7 separate regions of the Mus musculus genome follow, and all the other regions are linked to region 3. Evidence: chromatin contacts called from public ChIA-PET, HiChIP or PLAC-seq and promoter capture Hi-C data. All regions are on one chromosome and are shown on one strand. The core of a region is the stretch at or near the end of the contact, and the rest is flanking DNA. Distances in the headings are between cores, read along the strand shown. Region 1 holds the start of Heg1 (heart development protein with EGF-like domains 1). Region 2 holds the start of Cep19 (centrosomal protein 19). Region 3 holds the start of Rpl35a (ribosomal protein L35A). Region 4 holds the start of Pak2 (p21 (RAC1) activated kinase 2). Region 5 holds the start of Umps (uridine monophosphate synthetase). Region 6 holds the start of Wdr53 (WD repeat domain 53). Region 7 holds the start of Ubxn7 (UBX domain protein 7).

The links. Promoter capture Hi-C pulls out the DNA fragments that hold promoters and counts their contacts. ChIA-PET counts read pairs in DNA pulled down with a chosen protein or histone mark. HiChIP or PLAC-seq counts read pairs in DNA pulled down with a chosen protein or histone mark. Capture Hi-C pulls out chosen DNA fragments and counts their contacts.
Region 1: a contact with region 3 is called in an RNA polymerase II ChIA-PET map of memory CD8 T cells, with 25 read pairs. The contact joins the promoter of Heg1 here to the promoter of Rpl35a in region 3. A contact is called at or near these places in 3 of 115 datasets of contacts at active chromatin or transcription factors (effector CD8 T cells, memory CD8 T cells and pancreatic cancer cells).
Region 2: a contact with region 3 is called in a promoter capture Hi-C map of hippocampal neurons, with 2.8 times the contacts expected there. The contact joins the promoter of Cep19 here to the promoter of Rpl35a in region 3. A contact is called at or near these places in 2 of 39 promoter capture datasets (erythroid cells and hippocampal neurons), 1 of 484 Hi-C or Micro-C datasets (embryonic stem cells) and 3 of 115 datasets of contacts at active chromatin or transcription factors (embryonic stem cells and memory CD8 T cells).
Region 4: a promoter capture Hi-C map of liver shows a contact between it and region 3, with 2.1 times the contacts expected there. The contact joins the promoter of Pak2 here to the promoter of Rpl35a in region 3. A contact is called at or near these places in 2 of 39 promoter capture datasets (hippocampal neurons and neural stem cells), 3 of 115 datasets of contacts at active chromatin or transcription factors (astrocytes, memory CD8 T cells and pancreatic cancer cells) and 1 of 9 other capture datasets (liver).
Region 5: a FOXA1 HiChIP or PLAC-seq map of pancreatic cancer cells shows a contact between it and region 3. The contact joins the promoter of Umps here to the promoter of Rpl35a in region 3. A contact is called at or near these places in 2 of 39 promoter capture datasets (hippocampal neurons and pre-B cells), 1 of 484 Hi-C or Micro-C datasets (CD4 T cells) and 2 of 115 datasets of contacts at active chromatin or transcription factors (astrocytes and pancreatic cancer cells).
Region 6: a contact with region 3 is called in a FOXA1 HiChIP or PLAC-seq map of pancreatic cancer cells. The contact joins the promoter of Wdr53 here to the promoter of Rpl35a in region 3. A contact is called at or near these places in 4 of 39 promoter capture datasets (embryonic stem cells, liver and pre-B cells), 1 of 484 Hi-C or Micro-C datasets (embryonic stem cells), 1 of 115 datasets of contacts at active chromatin or transcription factors (pancreatic cancer cells) and 1 of 9 other capture datasets (adipose tissue).
Region 7: an RNA polymerase II ChIA-PET map of memory CD8 T cells shows a contact between it and region 3, with 18 read pairs. The contact joins the promoter of Ubxn7 here to the promoter of Rpl35a in region 3. A contact is called at or near these places in 1 of 39 promoter capture datasets (liver) and 3 of 115 datasets of contacts at active chromatin or transcription factors (astrocytes, memory CD8 T cells and pancreatic cancer cells).

Annotation. Positions count from the first base shown.
Region 1 is chr16:33,683,165-33,685,864 of GRCm38.p6, reverse strand. Heg1 (heart development protein with EGF-like domains 1) reads right to left here and starts at 1,399. Exons shown (of 15, transcript NM_175256.5): 1 at 1,010-1,399. The coding sequence starts at 1,253.
Region 2 is chr16:32,098,413-32,101,112 of GRCm38.p6, reverse strand. Cep19 (centrosomal protein 19) reads right to left here and starts at 1,324. Exons shown (of 4, transcript NM_025892.3): 1 at 1,002-1,324. It overlaps Pigx (phosphatidylinositol glycan anchor biosynthesis, class X), which reads left to right and starts at 1,386. Exons shown (of 6, transcript NM_024464.3): 1 at 1,386-1,643. The coding sequence starts at 1,544.
Region 3 is chr16:33,055,152-33,057,851 of GRCm38.p6, reverse strand. It overlaps Rpl35a (ribosomal protein L35A), which reads right to left and starts at 1,399. Exons shown (of 5, transcript NM_001130485.1): 1 at 1,342-1,399; 2 at 674-716; 3 at 310-462. The coding sequence starts at 684. Iqcg (IQ motif containing G) reads left to right here and starts at 1,666. Exons shown (of 11, transcript NM_178378.3): 1 at 1,666-1,701.
Region 4 is chr16:32,077,983-32,080,682 of GRCm38.p6, reverse strand. Pak2 (p21 (RAC1) activated kinase 2) reads left to right here and starts at 1,341. Exons shown (of 15, transcript NM_177326.3): 1 at 1,341-1,595.
Region 5 is chr16:33,965,712-33,968,411 of GRCm38.p6, reverse strand. Umps (uridine monophosphate synthetase) reads left to right here and starts at 1,374. Exons shown (of 6, transcript NM_009471.3): 1 at 1,374-1,586. The coding sequence starts at 1,431.
Region 6 is chr16:32,245,854-32,248,553 of GRCm38.p6, reverse strand. It overlaps Wdr53 (WD repeat domain 53), which reads right to left and starts at 1,327. Exons shown (of 3, transcript NM_001185162.1): 1 at 1,287-1,327. Fbxo45 (F-box protein 45) reads left to right here and starts at 1,529. Exons shown (of 3, transcript NM_173439.2): 1 at 1,529-2,060. The coding sequence starts at 1,743.
Region 7 is chr16:32,330,813-32,333,512 of GRCm38.p6, reverse strand. It overlaps Ubxn7 (UBX domain protein 7), which reads right to left and starts at 1,261. Exons shown (of 11, transcript NM_177633.4): 1 at 1,153-1,261. The coding sequence starts at 1,225.

The sequences.
Region 1 (2,700 bases), core at 150-2,649, 630 kb before region 3:
GAGCAAGTTGGGAGAAAGTTTGTAAAACATGTAAGATGGACAGACAGACAGACAGACAGACAAGAAGTGGAAACTGGACAAAATCTTGGCAGTCCCAGTGTGGCAACAACAGAGCCCGATGTGTGCCCTCTGCCTCTTACGGGAGGACAAATGGCTAACATCACCTAGGCTGGTTTGGTTCACAGCACTTTCTACTATTTTTACTTTCATTTTGTCACCTCTTGTCACTTGGAGGCAGGGAGGAATGGGGCCCCTCCATTCCACAGATGGGGAAACTGAGAGCCAAAGATGAGACACAGCCAAGGTCGTGTGGGGGTTACATTAGAATCCCACCCAGGCCGTGGCATTTTCTTCCAACAGAAAAAGGAACTAGAAACAAAGGAGGCAGGCACAGGAGCTGAGTCCCCATTCTGTGACCAGGACAGGCAGTGCCTGCCTGCACAGCAAGCAGCTGGCTGGGGGAGGAAAGGGCCCAGGACAGTCCAGAGCCAGTCAGTGGCTTCCAGGGGTTTGACCTTGCAGCGCCCCCAGCCCCATCCCAAGTAACCCTGCTCCTAAGGTTAACTGGGTAGCTTTGTTTTAAAGCGCACTCTTTGTCCTTTATGAAGTCCTAAGTACTAGAAGCATTCCAAACTCCGAAATCCGTTATTTACTTATACTGGAAAGTCAGGCTTTAGACCAGGAGAGACCAGTTCTAAATCTGGGGGTTGGGGGCTGAAACCGAGGGACAACAGCCAGAAGTTACCACTCCCCACGAGGTGAGAGGCTCTTTGGGGTCTTCGTTTTGTAAAAGTGAGAAGGGTGTGGGCTAATCCAGGAGAGAGTTTTCTTCCAAAGCACAGGGAGGGAATGCATGTGAACATTTTATATTCCAGTGGCCAGGGACAGCGTTTCTCCGTCCTGGGCCACCCTCAGGGTTCCACCCACGAGGGTCCACGGAGCCTCGGCCGGGATGGGGCAGCCGCGAAGCGCCCACGCCCCCTGACCCTCGCTGGAGACTCTCACTCACCCGCGCTCACGCCTCTGGGGACACGGCCGGAACGTCCCCGCCGGGTCGCGACGCCGGGTCCGGGGGCCGTATGTCCGGCGCCAGGCGGCGAAAGCGGTCCCGCGACCGGGAGGAGTGTTCGATGGGCCGGGGAGGGAAGGGAGCCCCGCGCCCCGGGGGCAGCGGGCGGCAGCAGCAGCAGCGGTAGCAGCAGCAGCAGCAGCAGCGACGGTGGCGGCCACCGCGGGGCGCGCGGCGTGGCCATGGTGGCGGCGGCCGCCCGCGCTCACATGCCGGGCGCCGGGCCGAGGGCGGCGGCGAGCGGAGCGGGGTGCGAGCGCGCTCTCAGCCGCAAAAGTTGTGGGAGCCGCGGGAGGGCGGAGGCAGCCCTGGTGCTGCCACACGCCAATCAGCCCGGGCGGGTCGCGGGGCGGGCGGCTCCTCCTCGGTTGACATCACCCGCCCCGCGCGGGGGCCCGGGGGCGGGGAGAGGGCAGGAAGAGGGCGGGGGCGGTCTCGGTCTCCCGGGTGAGTTCACGGAACCCCCGGGTGAACTCATGGAGCCCCCTGCGACTTTTGTTACAGGGCCCACACCCTGGAGTATCGCTTTGGCTTTTGGAGAAATGAAATTGGGGTGGGGGGCACTTTCCCAGTTCCTTAGCCACACAGTAGGTCTGTGAAAAGTAGATTCTGGCGGTGTAATTGACATCAGGTGAGTGAGTATACAGAGAGCTTTCAAAAGACAGAGAAGTGAATCCTAGACCCTGTTCCATACGTGGACCTGCATTGCCCTTAAGGATCTGAAGAGGCCCCAACCCACTGCCGCCCTTTTGGGTCCCCAGAATTGGTGAGAAGATTTGCTTTAGCCAGGGCGGGAACCCTCATCTTCTTGAAGGCTCAGAAGCCTGATTTCCTTCCCACGCTATCTTTGGCTTACACCATAGTTCTTCAAAGATGTCACTGCTGAGACACCCAAAGAGGCCAGAGGGAAGAGAAAACTGAACCGAGTCTGGGGCAAGGGAAAACCCATAGCCAGGAAAAGGACAGCAATTTGCAAATTAAACATAAAAAAAAAAAAAAAAAAAAAAGCAGCCCACACAGAAGTTAAAAAGAAACCTTTAGGGGAGATGTTCCAAGACAGAGTGTCAATAAATTTGCTTGGTAAGTAAAATTCTGTGTGTGTCCCTATTCCCTCCCTTCCTAGGAGACAAATGATACAATGTCCAGATTTTAAGACCCAAATCTCTTTTCTTTGTAAGTAAAGAATGAGCAGCTCAAAATAGGGGGAAATAACTTGCTTAAGAGTTGCTAAGAGAACCAACAACTAAAGGATTTCTCATTGAATGACCATGTGGCTTCGTGCTTACCTCATAGCTTAGAGTTGTCAATAATTCAGACAATATCTCATCCAAACTGAAAACCACAGATCCCTTGGGATGCTCTCAGATGTGCTAGGGTTCTTTGTCTGTTTACCAAATGTTCAGGAGACAGGCTTGTCTCTTTCCCCATGTCTCTGCCTCTCTCTGTCTCCAAGCCTCCATGACCCGCCTCCAGGGGAACGATCAGATCATAACGTCCAGCGCATCGGTAGATGGGCCTAGACCCATTTTCTGGTGACTCGGTACAAGTGAGTCACTTGGCAGGACACAAAGGATGCTCCGTATAAACAAGTTTACCTTAGACAAATGAGCCAAGAGTGGAGAATTGGTTTG
Region 2 (2,700 bases), core at 75-2,574, 960 kb after region 3:
TCACAACCATCCGTAATGAGATCTGACGCCCTCTTCTGGTGTGTCTGAAGACAGCTACAGTGTACTTACATATAATAAATAAATAAATCTTAAAAAAAAAAGAAAAATAGGAATAAAAGTGAGAGAAAGAGAAAATGAAATGTTCATCTAACTTCTATTCTTTTTTCTAGCTATATGTATGTCACATACATATATGCATAAATATAAATACATATATAGACTACAGTTTAGTTTTATCTCATACATACGGTTTCCTGTATTAAATGCAAATTTTATGGTTGCTAGGTAGATTTATCATATAGGATCACAGTCTGTATTCTCACCCTACTGACAGATGTGAGATTTTTACTCCTATGAGGTCAACCATAATAAAGTGCTGCCTTTCACATTGCTGGGCTTTGCCTTTGATCTGAGCCAATGCCCAGACACTATTCCCAGTTCACCTCACTAGAGTGTGATGTCAGTAAACTTTCCAGACACTATATGGTCTACAAACATAAGCAAAGGGCCACACTTGTGAATAGAGTCGATAATAACGTAAGGTCTTCACTAAAGAGTTTTCCTTTTAATTTATTATTATTATTGTTGTTGTTGTTTCAAGTCAGGATTTTCTGTGAAGCTCTCGCTGCCCTGGATTCACTCTGTAGACCAGGCTGGCCTCAAACTCAGAGATCTGACCGCCTCTACTTCCCGGGTGCTGAGATTAAAAGCATACACCACCACTACCTGGCCTTTTTTTTTTTTTGTTTTTGTCCATATTTCTTAATAGCATGTTTGTAGTGCTATATTACACTATCCTCCCACTTTCGAGACCCCATAACCTGCCTGCCGTTCAGCACCAGCACTAGGTCAGCTAACGCACTGGGAGGAATGACATTACATTTACCTAATGTATTTTTACCTGATATACTTTTCCTACTAGAGATTTGTTCCCCACAACACCGAAGGGAATACTGAGGTCCCGATTCATGTCCTCACCAATGCAAGGCGACCCTACTTACCCTTGAAGAAGTACAGGAAGTGCACATCTGAACAGCAGTGAGGGGGTGGTTTCCATCCTACTGCACTGCACAGAGGAGCTTAGGTCGACTTTGAGGCGAGGTGGAGCCTGACGCTGCAGGAAACGGCGATAGCCATAGCCTACAGGAATAACCATGGGGTGAACTCAGAGGCAGGGGGCTCAGCCCGCACGCATCCGGTTGTGGGCAGGAAGCGGGGCTGAGCGCGGGGAGTGCGGTCCTAAGGCAGCTCGCCCGGTCCAAGGGCCCACCTAGGCGCCCCGAGGATCGTTCCCAAGGCAACAGAAGGCTCTCAATTTGCGCTTGCGCAGCCTCTCGCCCCGCCCCGGCCGGGATGACGAGGGGCGGGGCCAGGGGGCTGGCCTCTCCGGAACCTGGAGTTGTAGGGAGATCCTAGGGTGGAAGTGTTAGCCGAGTTCTGTTCGGGTCATCGGGAAAGGTGAGCGCGCGCTCAGCGTGCTCAGATTCCTTCGGTGACCGCAGCTTGCCCCGAGCGCCCCTTTCGGGCGTCGGGCTCCGGCGTCCTGGCTGCCGGCGCTGTGGCCTGGCTGCTCCTTTGGGCAGCCTGGCTGGTCGGCAGGCTCGCCGCGGACTTCAGCGACGCCCCTTTCAGCGCTGGTAAAGGTCAGGGGGCTGAGCGAGTGTGTGCGGAGCTGGGGCGGAGGTGGGGAGCACCCGCGGCGCCTGGGGTACCCGAGGCCGGAGGAAGTTAGCAACAAAGGCCCTGTGCGCCCTTCCCTCCTTGTGATCTTTGCTGGGGGTCCCATCCCGGGCTTCAGAGCCGGGCTTTGTCTTTCCAAGGCGGGACTGGCCACGCTGTGACCCAAGTACGAAACAAGTACAGCAAGCCACGAAGTATCTTGGGGTGCTTATGGTTCCCCTGAAGATGCCTTGTGCTGCCTGAGAGGCAGTGAACCCTCGGCATCCAGCGAAGTGTGAGAATGCCCAAACAGCATGTATGGGAGAAGGGGTGAGGTGATGTGTTGTGTGACATACTTCCCAGGGACACACGCACGCACGCACACACGCACAACCTGCTCACTCCAGAAAGGTAACCTTTGTACCAGTGTCCAGTTTGGTAAACCAATGATTTTTTTTTTTTAATTGGGGCTACTATTAGAAATATGGGTGAGGGGCTACTTACTAGAAGCAAGGATAACTCAAAAGAAGCTGCATCAGTAGAAAGATAAAATGGGTGAGTCCTGAAAACTGCAACCCTGGAGCTCACTAAGCGACTTCCAGACAGCTCTTCAGTCCTAACACTAGTTTCCCCCCTCCCATCTCTTTTTCTCTGCAGTTTGCCCCCAGCAACTGTTGACTCGCTTTTATATTGTAGGACCCTCAAGCGTCTCCCAACTGCTTATTCTCCTGGCTTCATGTTGCTGAGTAACAGGTTTATCAGTGATTCACACTCTTATTTTAATGTTCTTCCCACACATTTCTTGCCAGTGTTTTAGAGCAGGGTACCTGGCTACTGAACCTTTAGGGTTTGTTTGTTTCTTAATATTTGATACTTGAGAAATGGTCTTTCTTGGAACTTGGTATGTAGACCAAACTGAGTGCTGGAACCAAAGGTGGTGCCATCTCACCAGTCTTGAACTTTTAGTCACTGAGTAATAATAGTTTTAGTGAATCATTTTATGAAGATTTCTGCTTATTCCAAGTGTGTAAGTGAACTCAC
Region 3 (2,700 bases), core at 150-2,649:
CAAATCAAGATACATTGAAAAGTACTATATAAACCCTTTCAAAGGAAAATGAAAGGTACTAAGAGCTGTAATCTTTGTTTTTAACCATGTTAGGGACTTAACACAGGGAACTTCTACACTTGTACTACGAACCAATGGTGCCTATATAGTCCATACCACCGACAAAAAGATCCCTCTCTAATTTCCTCTAAGCTCTTCACGTGTCTAGGAAGACTCAACCACACCAATTTCTCACTAACACCCCTACCTTTTCAGTAGAAAAAACGAGATTAGTCAACCAAAAATTAAAAGGCATGGGAGCATACTTACTTTTTTGCCTTATACACATAAGCACATCTCTTGCCTAAGTAGAACTCCGTTTCATCTCGGGCATAAACGCCTTCAATTTTAAGAAGAGCCGTGTGCTCTCTTTGGTTCCGGAGACCTCGCTTGTAGCCAGCAAAAATGGCCTTGCACCACAGCCTAAGACAACGTTAAGAAAGACATGATGACTACCCCGTTACAACTTTTCATGTATCTTTTAGCAAGCCACCATGATTTGCTTTGTAGCAATTCCTACTCCAGCTATCTACAGCAGACCTCTCGTTCCCCTCCCGCATTACACTGAACTTTAGCTTCGCGTTTAATAGAACGAAACAGAAATGGAGAAAACGACTATTGTGAGATCGCGTACCTTCCAGACATACTTGCTGTTAGAAGTCCTGTTCCCAGCAGGCCTGAAAAACAAAACCGAGAGCTCAACCGAGAGTCATGCAGCACGCATCCCACCTGTCACTATTTCCCGGCGCGAGAGATGGCTTCAGTCGGCGTCCCAAGGATGGGGACCTCTTACCTACGCCCTGCCCCCTATAGAGGCAGAGCCTGGCAAAATACTCAGGGCTCCGACAACCAATGACAACGAACGACTCGGAATCGTGGGCAAAGGCCGGGTGGGAAGGCGACTCACCCGAGACTTAACTTCTCAAACCCCAAAAGGAACCCGGAGGCGAGCTCATGCCTCCATCAGTACAGAAAGCAGCTAACACAGGCGAGATCCGGCTCTGTGCGGGGAACCCAGCTCCCAGGGACCACCGCTCCCCGGGCCAGTAAGACCGGGGGAAATGCACCCATTCTCTCCTCCCGAGCCGGAGATCGACCGAGACCAGCGAGCTCTCCTCCCCCGGCCGGGGCCTCCACACCATCAGCCCGTCATCGCCTCCATCCCGCCCTCCATCCTCCTGGAATCCCCAGAAACCTCTGGCGGTCGGGTTCTCCGAGACGCCAGGTTGTCTCGGTGAGGGATGAAACTAAACGCACCCCAGCAATCGGGCCCCAAAGCTCAGCAGCAGGAACCCCCCTCACCTCCACAGGCGCCAAGATGGCGGAAAGAGGAAGGCAAGCCCCGCCGCGCGGCCTTGTGGGACGCACGCCCCGCCCCTCTCCGCGCTTAGGCCGCTCACACTGCGCCAGAAAGCAAAGGTCAGAGACAGAGAGAGAGGCTCGACTCAGCCAAGCCGCGCTCAAGAACTTTAAATTCTTTCCCTCCTGCCCTTTCGTCTTTGTAAGCGGCAACACGTATTATTTAGGAACAAGGAAAGGCAAAATCGTAGTCGACTAAGAAAGAATCAGGGGTCCTACTTAAAAAAAAAAAAGAGCTTGCGCGACGCGTTGCCATAGCTACCGATTAGTTTGGTTCCCGCCTCCAGCTGGGCTGGTAGAGAGGTAAGGAAAAGTTAAGTGTTTTCTCCTCTTCCTAGAATGGAGACTGGGATCCTACCATATAGGAGAGAAAAACCTGGAGCATGAAGGCAGGAGTTTCTCTTGATTTGTTCTTTTATTTTTTCCCATCTTTAATTTAACAAACAGGGTGTGGTAGCCGTTGCCCGTTAACCTCAGCATTTATTCCGGAGACTGAGGTAGGAGGATCACATCACAAATTCGAGGCTAGGCTAAGTTACATAGCAAGGCCCCATCTTAACAGCAACAAACATCCATGAGGCAAACCGCGGTCCCGGTGCTTGCTTGTAACCCCAGTATTCTAGCTGTGCGAGCAGGTGAATAGGACTTAAAAGACCATCCTCTGCTACATAGGGAGTGCCAGTCAGCCTGAGCTACATGAGACCCCATCTGAAAAAAAGGGAGACGATGTGAGGAAGTGAGAGATAGAAGATATCCTTCCATCCTTTCCCTGACTTGTCGGATGCAGATAAATTTTTTAAAATTCATTTATTTATTATATGTAAGTACACTATATCTGTCTTCAGACACTCCAGAAGAGGGAGCTAGATCTCGTTATGGCTCCATGTGGTTGCTGGGATTTGAACTCTGAACCTTCGGAAGAGCAGTCAGGTGCTCTTACCCACTGAGCCATCTCACCAGCCCACAGATAAATTTAATAGACTCAGATTTACAGTTCCTAACTTGTGCATTAATTAAGGCGAACTGATGGATCCATTCATTTAATCAGAGAGTAATTTATTGAATGACTACCACTACCAAGAATGCTGTAGGCTTGTAGGGCACCAGAGTAAACAGACTAAAACGTCTGCCCTCTTGCAGCCTACATGAGGGAGCAAGGATGGCATGTTGGCTCTGGTGTCTGTAATCCTTGCACTTAGAAGGTTGAAGTATGAAGATTGCTCTGTTTTAGGTCAGTAAGAGGTACATTATGTGTACACAGATATCCTGAGCTACAGAGTAAGAAATCTCATCCTTGCTCCC
Region 4 (2,700 bases), core at 92-2,591, 980 kb after region 3:
TTTTCGAGACAGGGTTTCTCTCTATATAGTCCTGGCGGTCCTGAAACTCACTTTGTAGACCAGGCTGGCCTCGAACTCAGAAATTCGCCTGCCTCTGCCTCCCAAGTGCTAGGATTAAAGGAGTATGCCACCTCGCCCAACTACTACAGTACTTTCTAATATACCCATCTTACACCAAGGTGCAGCTACATAAGTCTTGTGGTTTTGGTTGTGAGCCTAGCCTTCATCTCTCACTGACCGTGGCAATCCTCTTCCTACTTGTAATCCTTTCCCCTCAGTTCTTCCGAGTTCCTTTTTCTGTTTTAACTGCCACCTTCTCTGTCCACTCTGTCCACGGTAATCCCTCAGCTTTTTCCCCACCTTGTAACAGGTATCAGTGTTTTGGTTTTTATGTTTTCATACGTTTTTTTGGTTGTTTTTTTTCTGAGACAGGGTTTCTCTGTATAGCCCTGGCTTTCCTGGAACTCACTCTGTAGACCAGTCTGGCCTCGAACTCAGAAATCTGCCTGCCTCTGCCTCCCGAGTTCTGGGATTAAAGGCGTGCGCCACCACCGTTTTCATGTTTTTAACCTTTACAAAGACTAGGTGAAGCATGTTCATTTCTGGTACCTAAATGGTCTTTTGTAGATATTAGATATTGACATAGTTGTGGAATAAGAATACATGAATTAACTCCTCCATTGATAAAATACAGAAAAATAAAAAAATCTTTGTTTTGCAAAGAGGGAGGACCTAATTTAGCAGCATAATCTGATTCAACTTAATCTGGTTAAATTTGTAGGAAAAAAAAAAGCGGTGGCGTCGCATTCCTTTAATCGAGGCCAGCCTGGTCTTCAAAGTGAGTTCCAGGACAGCCAGGGCTATACAGAGAAACCCTGCCTCCAAAAAACCAAACCAAACCAAACCAAACCAAAAAACAAAGTGAGCTGGGCAGTACCTCTTCAGGAGGCAGAAGCAGGAGGATCTCTAGTTCAAAGTCAGCCTGGACTACAGAGTGAGTTCCAGGACAGCCAGGACTCGAAAAGCCATCCCTCCCCACAAAACACCAATTGGTGAATGGATACATTCTCAGAAACAAAGACCCTCTACACACAAATATGTTTGGATCAGCTGTTCTCCGTCAGCTTTGTCAGTAGGTAAACCGTAACTGCAGACAATGCAGAATGCTGATAAATGAGGGACAGGTTTTCTCTGTAACGCCCACTGTCCTGAGTCTCCCTAACAGATGACTAGACTACGGTTCCCAGCCGCCCTGTGAAAGCCCGCCCCTCGGGTCATGACGCCACTTTCAGGGCGGGGCTGTCTTACGGCCCCGCCCCGCGCCCCCGCCGCCGCCCTCCCCCAGGGTTGTGGCCACGCGCAGCGGCAGCGGTTGTTCCGCTTCCCCTCCGGCCCGGGCCGTCGCCATTGCCGAAGGCTCCTGCCCTCCCCTCCCTGGCCCAAGGGGTTCTGCGCCTCACGGCCTCGGTAGCGACGGCCGCGCCCCGCGCCGCTCCCCTCCGCCCTGCCCTCCTCCCTCTCAGCGCCCCAGCGCAGTGCTCGCCCGCGTCGGCCAAGCAGCCCGCCCTGGGTCGGGCGGAGACCTTTCCTCTCTGGTAAGTGCGGTTGCCGCTCGCCCGGGCCGGGCCGGGCCGGGCCGAGCCGCCGCCCTCCTCCCGCCTCCGCGGCCTGGGCCCAGCGGCCCGGGACGCCAGCACCTGCGGGCGGGCCCGCGGCTCCGGGCGGTGGCTCATTGTCTGCGCCCTGGCTCTAAGCTTCGGCCGAGAGGAAGCTTGCTGGGCTGTGGGGACCCTGGCCACTCCGGCCGTCCTTGCCCTTCTCTCCCGCCGGCGCTGCACCGGACGACTCGGGTTTGTTCCTGGATGTTCCCTCCTTTACCAGCTGCGTTCTCTGCAGTCTCGTCGCTCGGGAATCCTGTCGCGAGCTCCTTAAGTTCAGTGTGTAAACTCTTCCTCCTCCTCCACATTAGGAAAAAGTTTTTGCCGGGCTCTGGGAGCCTGCGTTTAAGAACAGAAGTTAAGGATCTTACGGTTTTTGCTTGATCTTTAGCCAGGAGGTGAATATTTGCTTCTTAAGGTTAACTTGGGCTGAGGTTGGCTTTTCACCATGTTTGGCTGTCTGAAACACGCGCGCCCTCACAAGAAAAAAAAAAAGTTGCTGCAAATAACTTAATGGACTCAGCCTTTTGATTAGTTCTAGATCAAGTCGTCCAAGACAGAAGTGTGTTAAATAATTGCCATTGTGGCTTGATGGGAAGGAGGCTCTCTCCATCCCCTGTCTTAATAGAACTAGGTAGAGTGGAAGTGAGATTTGTTTCCTCTTTGACAAATCACCAACTCCCATCGATAGCCGCCAGGTTCTTCTTTACAAGTGACCTGTAGATTTTCCAGCTTTTCGTTTCTAACCTTTTAAAAAAAGACAACCAAACCGGTTAGGCCCAAAATTAGACAACGACGAGCTGAGCTGTGTTTTGGGTGAAGGTTGTGCACGTCACGTTTTTCCCCTGCTGTATTCGACTCTTCCGCTCTTATAAAGTAGGCAGGATATTGAAATAAATACACAAGAATTTGCTCTGGGGATTTTTTTTTTTTTTTTTTTGGTAGAGCTATCCAAAAGAATAGTATGAATAAAATTAGGTTGGGATGAAGGCAGTGAGTAGTAATTTTTAAAACAGGTTAGGGCACGTCAACTTTGCCAGAA
Region 5 (2,700 bases), core at 125-2,624, 910 kb before region 3:
TCAGCTTCAGCTCCAGCTGGATCGCACAGGTTTATGCATACAGGTTGGTAGGAGGCTTGATCAGGCTTCCAGTGTCTGCAGGTGATGCACAGCTGGGAATGAGGCTGATCTATTGAGCATTCTGTCAATTAACAGCACACAGAGATGAACGTAGTTGTTGACCTAGCAAGAAGAACAAAGCATTTTAACATCTGAATTCTTATTTAATCAAGGCCTTACTGAAGTTGCTGGTAATGAGAAACAACTGTCAAGACAACAAATTTTACCTGTCATGGTGGTGAACACTTTTAATTCAAGCACCCAGGAGGCAGAGGCAGATGGATCTCTGTGAGTTCGAGGGCAATCTGAGCCTTCACTACATTGTGAAGTCTACATCAGGCTGGGTAACATAAGGAAGCCCTGTTTCAAACCCAAAACAAACGCTGGGATCTATGGGGGTTTCCACGCTGGGAGCTCAACACGATCTCTTTAGAGAAAACAAAGAGACAAAATGAAATCTCAGTCTGTTTGATAAGTGGCATTTCCTTAAAATAGGAAAATACAGTCAATCCCAGCACTTGAGAGGCAGGTGGATCTCTGAGTTCGAGGCCAGCCTGGTCTACAGAGTGAGTTCCAGGACAGCCAAGGCTATACAGAGAAACCCTGTCTCAAAAAAAAAAAAAAAAAAAAAAAAAAAGAAAAAAAGAAAAAAACAAACAAACAAACAAAAAGGAAAATACAGTCTTAGGGGATTATCATTATTATTAACACAGGCTCACTAGATACCTAGGTCAGCCTTGAACTTGGAATCCTCCCATTTCAGGTTCTTACATAGCTAGGACTACAGGAGTTCACTTAACCAGCTAAGGGTTTTGTAAACCAAATATGCTTGAGTTTTCAAACTGCCCAACATTCCCCTTCCAGTTAGCCAATAGATACTGTCAGTTGATCCTCCCTAACTGGCCCCACCCTTCTTCATCTGGTACACTTCAAGTGGTCTAAAGGAAGTTTGTCAGCCCCTGAGTGCACGGTGACCTGCTTCAGATTTCTATGTGCAAATTACTATGAAACTCTCCCACGCCAACTGCTGTAAAATTAATACAAGAAGGTAGCCACAGGCTCTGTCTTAGAGGATTTTTATTTTATGGAAAGAAACCCTGAGAGATTAGGGAAGTGGCTGTTAACAGTGACTGGATCAGATAAAGAAGCGCTCAGCTATAAACAAAACAAACAAAATAAAAAATGAACGAAGCCTACAGATCCCTCCGGGGGAAATCAGGCTTCGATCTAGCTTTCAGGTTTGAAAACCCACCTCCCCAACCAGGAAGCATCTAGAACACTCAATGAAGCCCGCGGCCCGGGCCGGAAAGGGGGGCGGAAGAGGCGGGACTTCTGGGTGACGTCACGGGCCCCAAGCCCCTCGGCTTCCAGAGCGAACTGAGCGCGCGAGAATGGAGGTCGCCAGCCAAGCCCTGGGCCCCTTGGTCACCGAGCTGTATGACGTGCAGGCTTTCAAGTTCGGGAGCTTCGTCCTGAAGAGCGGGCTCTCCTCCCCAGTCTACATCGACCTGCGGGGCATCGTGTCACGCCCGCGTCTTCTCAGTCAGGTACCAGCCCCGAGGGACGGGATGGCTCCGGGTGGCGGGAAAAGAGAGCAGGAGATGGCGGGGGTGGCCGAAATTGGGGACAAGGGAGAGCCACAGACCAGGCAGGCAAGCCCTCCCGACTGCTGGTCTGGAGAGTGTGGAGGAGCTTGGGGACCGGGAGCCTTCAGCTTCTTTGAGACCTTGTTTCTGGACCGATCGGTGTAGACACGTGTTTTGCGAGAGTCCGGGTGTCCTGTTGGGCTCTGGCCGGCGGAGAAGTCCTTGAGTGAGTTCTGTGTACCTAACCCCCAGAAAGTGACAATTAGGGAGGAAAGGAAAAGGCGGGAGGGTGGAGAAATTAGTAGCGGATCAAACGACTCGATTTAATAGTGCATGGCCAGTAGCAAGAAGTGAAAGCCATATGGTGGATACCAGAAAGGCAGAATTTTTTGGTTGGCAAGGGTAAAGTGTGCACTTAGAGGTTTCTAGCCTGTTGTTTCTCAAACCTCGTGTCGGTTGTCTGTGAGTCACCGCCAAGTCGGCCTTGAGGCAGTGCTTTCTAGAATAACAAGCCTCCAGCCGAACTGCATGCAGATGGCATTTAGAATAAAAGGTTAGAAATGGCAGGAAGTGTTGCTAGGGACTCTGTGTGGATTATAGATCATTGTGAAGTTTGTATTAGCGTTTATAGTGGGTGTGGGTGTGTGTCCAGGTGTGCACGTGCCGTGGTACACTTTCGAAGATCAGAGTGTGTTCTCGCCCTCCCTCTCTGTCTTGAGGGTTAAACGGATTGAACTCAGGTGGTCAGGCTGGGCAGAAAAACCTTTACCAGAGGAGCCAGTGTGCCTGCCAGAATTGTTAATAAATAAAGCACTGGGGTTGGAGTCAAAAGTTAAAGGTCCCACTTCATAGTGCTGCTCAAGGCCAGCCTGGGCTACATGAGAATTTGTCCCAAGACCAAACATACTAATGGAATAGTTAAAAGTTACTAGTGGCTACTTTGTTGCCTAGTGTAACTGTAGAATATTTCCATTATTTGCAGAGGTCTATCAAGACATAATATGTATGTAGCCAGGTATGGTGGTGCACATCTATAATTCCTGCATTCAGGAAGCTGAGGCAGGAGAATTGTGAG
Region 6 (2,700 bases), core at 78-2,577, 810 kb after region 3:
CTTTGGACTAAAGTTAGTCCTGATGTGGAGAAACTAAGTGACAACCAAAACAACCAGAAGACTGTGGCATTAGCATGACCACAACAGACAAGAATTTGGGTTACTTGGTGCAAGACATCTTGAGGAAGGGATTAGCAAATCATAAGCATGTAATTATACCAGGGTAGGGAAGCAGCTGCTGTTCATTTGTTTTTACTAAAAACCAGGAAGTTAATTACACATAGGTGGATCTCAGGCAAGGTTTACTACATAAAAATTGCATGACACTGGACTTGATGCCTGAGTCTGTGAGCCCTATTATTATAATAATCACTTCATAGAGCTGCGTTGAGAATTATATATAAAAAAAAGTCAGATTAAAAGATCTCATCTATGCCTGGCTCACACTGTAGTTCTTTTACTTTATTTTATGTGTATAGCATGTATGTGTGTACAGCTCAGTCATTCCCGAAGCCAGAAGAGGGTTTGGCTCCCCTTGAACTTAAGCTACAACTCAGGTTAAGCCTTGAGCACCCATATGGGTGCTAGGAACGAACCTAGGTCCTCTACAAGAGCAGAAAGTGCTCTTAACTGCTCAGCCATCACTCCAGTCTCTATTATTCTTTTTCTAAATGCTCTTTAAAATAGCATAACTAAATAATGCTAGGTTCTTTTCCTCCCAGGAAATCATCTTTATGTTTCCACCTTACCTCATTCTAGGGATTAACAAATTACCAAACAAAACAAAACAAAAAAACCCAACAACAACACGTTTTTCTTAATCTTTTTACTACTACTTTTTACTGAACACACTATATTTTGTCCAAAAAGATTGTGACACTTAGTATTCAAATGACACTTTGAGATTACCTACACTTGTTTATTTAATCTCAAATATAATAAAACCTGCGTATTTACGAGGGTTGCTCAGGTTTAGCCACCTTACTTTGAGAATGGGTTCTGGTGAGTCCCCTACGGCGCTAGCCAGGAAAAGAAGATGTCAATTTCTCAAGGTAAAAAAAAATAAAATATAATAAAATGGATCTAACCTGACCACGACAAGAGGTCCTCAACTGCGCAAAGGGAAAGGAAATTGATCCAAGCGACCTGAAGGTGAAGGATCTAAGAATTGGCTAGCAAAAAAGGGAAGTGTCGTGAACAAAGTTAGAGAGGGAGCAGAAACCAAGTGAGACGGGAAACTCCGTAGGAAGAGAGGCCAAGGAGAGCCGAGTCAAGGCCATTAGAGGAAAAACAGAAAAAAAGCACTTGCGAACAGATCCGAACCCCGCTGGCCAACAGCCTCATACCTGGGCTTCCCGTTCCCGGTGGCGCCGAGCGATGACCTCACACGCAGCATCCAATCCCATCAAGCTTTAGGGAGCGAGGCGCCTCTGCCGAACAGTCACTTCCGGGCAGAGAGGCGCGGCGGGCGAGCTGGGCGTGCGCCCTTGCTTCTTGCCCTCAACTCGCATGGCGGATCCCGGGGCGCGTCGCGGGCAGGCCGGGCGAGGCGGGCGGTTCCGGCGCCCGCGCTGAGCGGCTCCGAGGGGCGGGAACCCGAGCGGCTCGCGCCATCTGCCCTCAGTGAGGCGGGGCGCGCAGCGGACGCCCCGGGGCAGGGGCGGGAGCGGTGGAGGCGCGAGCGGCTGGCGCTGAAAGGGGCGGTGAGCGAGCCGCTCGCGGCTGTAGGCGAGGCTTGGCCTCCCGCGCCGAGACGGGGCGAAGCGGCGGCGGCGGCGGCCCTCGGGCCGGCTGGTGAGGCGATGGCGGCGCCGGGCCCGGGGGCTGGGGCAGCCTCGGGCGGCGCTAGTGGTGGCGGCGCCGGTGCCGGCGGCGGCGCCAGCGCGGGCTCGGGGTCCTCCGGGGTCGGCGGCCGGTTGCCCAGCCGGGTGCTGGAGTTGGTGTTCTCCTACCTGGAGCTGTCCGAGCTGCGGAGCTGCGCCCTGGTTTGCAAGCACTGGTACCGCTGCCTCCACGGCGACGAGAACAGCGAGGTGTGGCGGAGCCTGTGCGCCCGCAGCCTAGCAGAAGAGGCTCTGCGCACGGACATCCTCTGCAACCTGCCCAGCTACAAGGCCAAGGTGAGGGAATCCCGGGGCCACGTCGAAGCTCGGCTCCTCTCCCGCCCGCCGCTCTCGGGGTTTATCTTCAAAGCTTGAGTCAGAGGTTTCACCTCAGCATCCCGCCTTCCCACGGCTTCAGCCAGTCAGGACCACTCTCACCCCTCCTCTCCATAACGATCTTTTCTTTGGATTGAAGTTCTGCTTCGTAATCCACCTCACTTTTTAAAATACTAGGTGGTTTCCCATCATTCATTTTCAGCAGTCTTTCTACTTTCGACAGTCTTTGCTCTTAAAGACAGATCACCAGCCGATACTCATGAGCATGTATTTTTTCTGGCCTCCAAGTAGACTTAAGGCATTAGTTCGTCGATGTCGCTTTAAAATAGGTCTAGTTGCTGGGATCTTTTGCGTTCACTACCCCTTTTCCTAGCTCTGATTAACAAGAACATTATTTTCACCCACGTTCTCTTAGGGCCACAATATTTCACGATTCCAAGTGATGATAAGACTAGGCATCCTGCTAATTAACTTGTAAGAAAGAGACTTTACTATTACTTCCTCTCATTGGCACCATATAACTCATCACACTGCCTTGTCCTGCTGTGATTGATAACTTTTTCATAGTTCTACTCAGGTGATGGCTCTTCTGGCATCTAAT
Region 7 (2,700 bases), core at 12-2,511, 720 kb after region 3:
AAGGATAGTCCTGTTGAGAGGGGGAACTAACTTTCTGACCTCTTTTCAAAATGACAAACTAGAACAGCAAAATCACACTCAGGCACATGGAGTACTGTTCTCTCAAATCACTCCACAGAGAACTTCATCATTTGCTCCGCCCTCTAATAACTCATGCAAAAAAAGTTCAGCACCATCGGAGAGAAACAAGACATAGCGCATTCACAGAATGGCTTAAAGTCTTTCCTCCCGGCGGGTAAGAGAACCTGCGTTTGCCCTTCGTCGGGGTCCGAAGGGAAAGAGAAACCTAGGCCTAAGGTTTCACGGATACTGACACCTAGAAACAGATTTCTCTGCAAGAAGTTTCTGCCGCCATCCCCATTTTATCAGCAAAGACTCGGGCGCCATCGTCTCGATGTTTGGTTTTATTATGAGGAGGTGGGAAAGGCCACCCAGGATTACTTTAGGCCTCACACACACACTAAGCTCAGGGTTCCCCCCCCCCCTATTCCTATGTGAAACCCTCGGTCCCTAAGGTGCCCCTCCGCACCCCTTGTTCCCGGCGGCAAGTCCCCCGGGATGTGTGAAGGCGCAGCAGAACCCACCCGCCTCACCGTTAAAGCGAGACGGCCCTCACACGGCAGGGCCACCGCCAAGGCTCCGGGGGGGCCCAGCGAGGGGAAGGGTAGGCCGGGGCCGAGGGACAGGGACGATGACCTGGCCGGGAAGAGAGGATGGCATGGGGGGAACGGACTGCACCGCCTGGTCCGCGGGCAGCACGATACCGAGAGGAGGTGATGAGGGAGGAAGAGGGCGGTGGCCCGGGTGCGGCCCCCTACTCCTCCGGCCCGCAGGTCCCGGGCCCCTGGCACCGCGGGCTCGGCCCATCCCCTGTACTGGACCGGCTGGGGGCGTGGGGGGCCTGTCTGGGAATAAGGGGAGACCGAATCCAGGGACTGAGGGGCACGCGCGGGGTGGGGGCGGGGGAAACCTGCCTCCCGCCTGAACCGCAGACCCCGGCCGCCGCCGCCGTCGTCGCCTGTGCCTCAGGAGAGGGCAGGAGCTGAGGGGAGAGCCCGAGTGAGGAATGCACCAAGGTGAGGCGAAGCCCGGGACAGCCCCGACAGCCTCCCCGTAGCCGACTCTTCACCTTCCCGTAACCGCGTCTCTTACCGGTGATGGCGGTGAACTGCTGGATTAACCCCTTCAGCGCCGACGACGCCGCGGAGCCCCCGTGGGCAGCCATCTTACCGCCGCCGCCGCCGCCGCGGAACAACAACACAGACACACACGGGGCTCCCTCCCCCACTCCGCGGCGTGCTGTGCGCAGGCGCACTGGCAGGCCCGAAGCTCCGCCCTCTCCCTGTCTGTGCGCGTTTTGCGCAGGCGTACTCTCCGCGAGCCGCCGCTTTGGTTTGAAGCCTGTGCTGCTGGCTGGTAGCTATTCTTTGAAACATTTGGTGCCTTCTCTGAATTCCGGAGATATCCTCCTAAGTACCGCATTGAATCCCAACATCCCAAAGAATCTTCAGACCTGAAATACCAAACTCTTGATGAAACGCTCAGGGTTTCACATAAAGTAGGTATTTTGTTTGGTTTTATGTGACGTTTCTTAAATTCTAAAGTGTAAGTTAATAGCTTAGTAAAAAATGAACCAGTCTATAGTAGACTTTAGTAAATGATTGTTCGCTCTGTTTTTCTTCAACAAATGTCTCAGTATATCTCCCCCCAGGCTCATTCTTACTTTCTAAAGATATTAAATCGGGAGGTTTTTTGGGGGGGGAGTTGTTTTTTATCCTTAAACAAAGATATATGCAGATACAGTAAATAAAATAAAGAGAACACTGGAAAGTGGTCCTGAAAACACCGATAATAGTTACAACTAAAAAAGAACTTGATGAGCCGGGCAGTGGTGGCACATTCCTTTAATCCCAGCACTTGGGAGACTGAGGCAGGCGGATTTCTGAGTTTGAGGCCAGCTTGGTCTACAGAATGACAAGGACAGCCAGGGCTACACAGAAAAACTCTGTCTCGAAAAAAAAACATGATGAAAGGGGCATTAGGAGGGCTGATGAGATGACTCGGCAGTTGAGAGCACTGACTGCTCTTCCCAAGGTCCTCAGTTCAAATCCCAGCAACTACATGGTGGCTCACAACCATCCGTAATGAGGTCTGATGCCCTTTTCTAGAATGTCTGAAGACAGCTACAGTGTACTTACATTTAAATAAATAAATCTTTAAAAAAACAAAAGAAAGAAAAAAGAAAGGGGCATTTAGCTTAGTTTTCATACTTTATTTTTAAATAAGGTAATAGTGTGTAACTTGCACAATTCTAAATACTTATTGCATTGCTGGTGTGTCAACTTGACACAAGCTAGAGTCGTGAGAGAAAAAGGAGCCTCAGGGGAGGAAAAGCCTCCATGAGATCCAGCTGTATTTTCTCAGTGAGTGACCAGTGAAAGTGGGCCCGCCTATGGGCGGTGCCATGCCTGGACTGGTGGTCCCTGCTTTTATAAGCAAGCAGGCTAGCACACCATGGGAAGCAAACCAGTTAACAGCACCCCTCCATGGCCTCTACCTCAGCTCCTGCCTCCAGGTTCCTGCCCTGTTTTTTCAGTGGTTAACAGCAATGTAGAAGTATAAGCCAAATAAACCCTTTCCTCCCCAACTTGCTTTATGGCCAAGGTGTTTCATGACAACAATAGAAATCCTGACCAATTT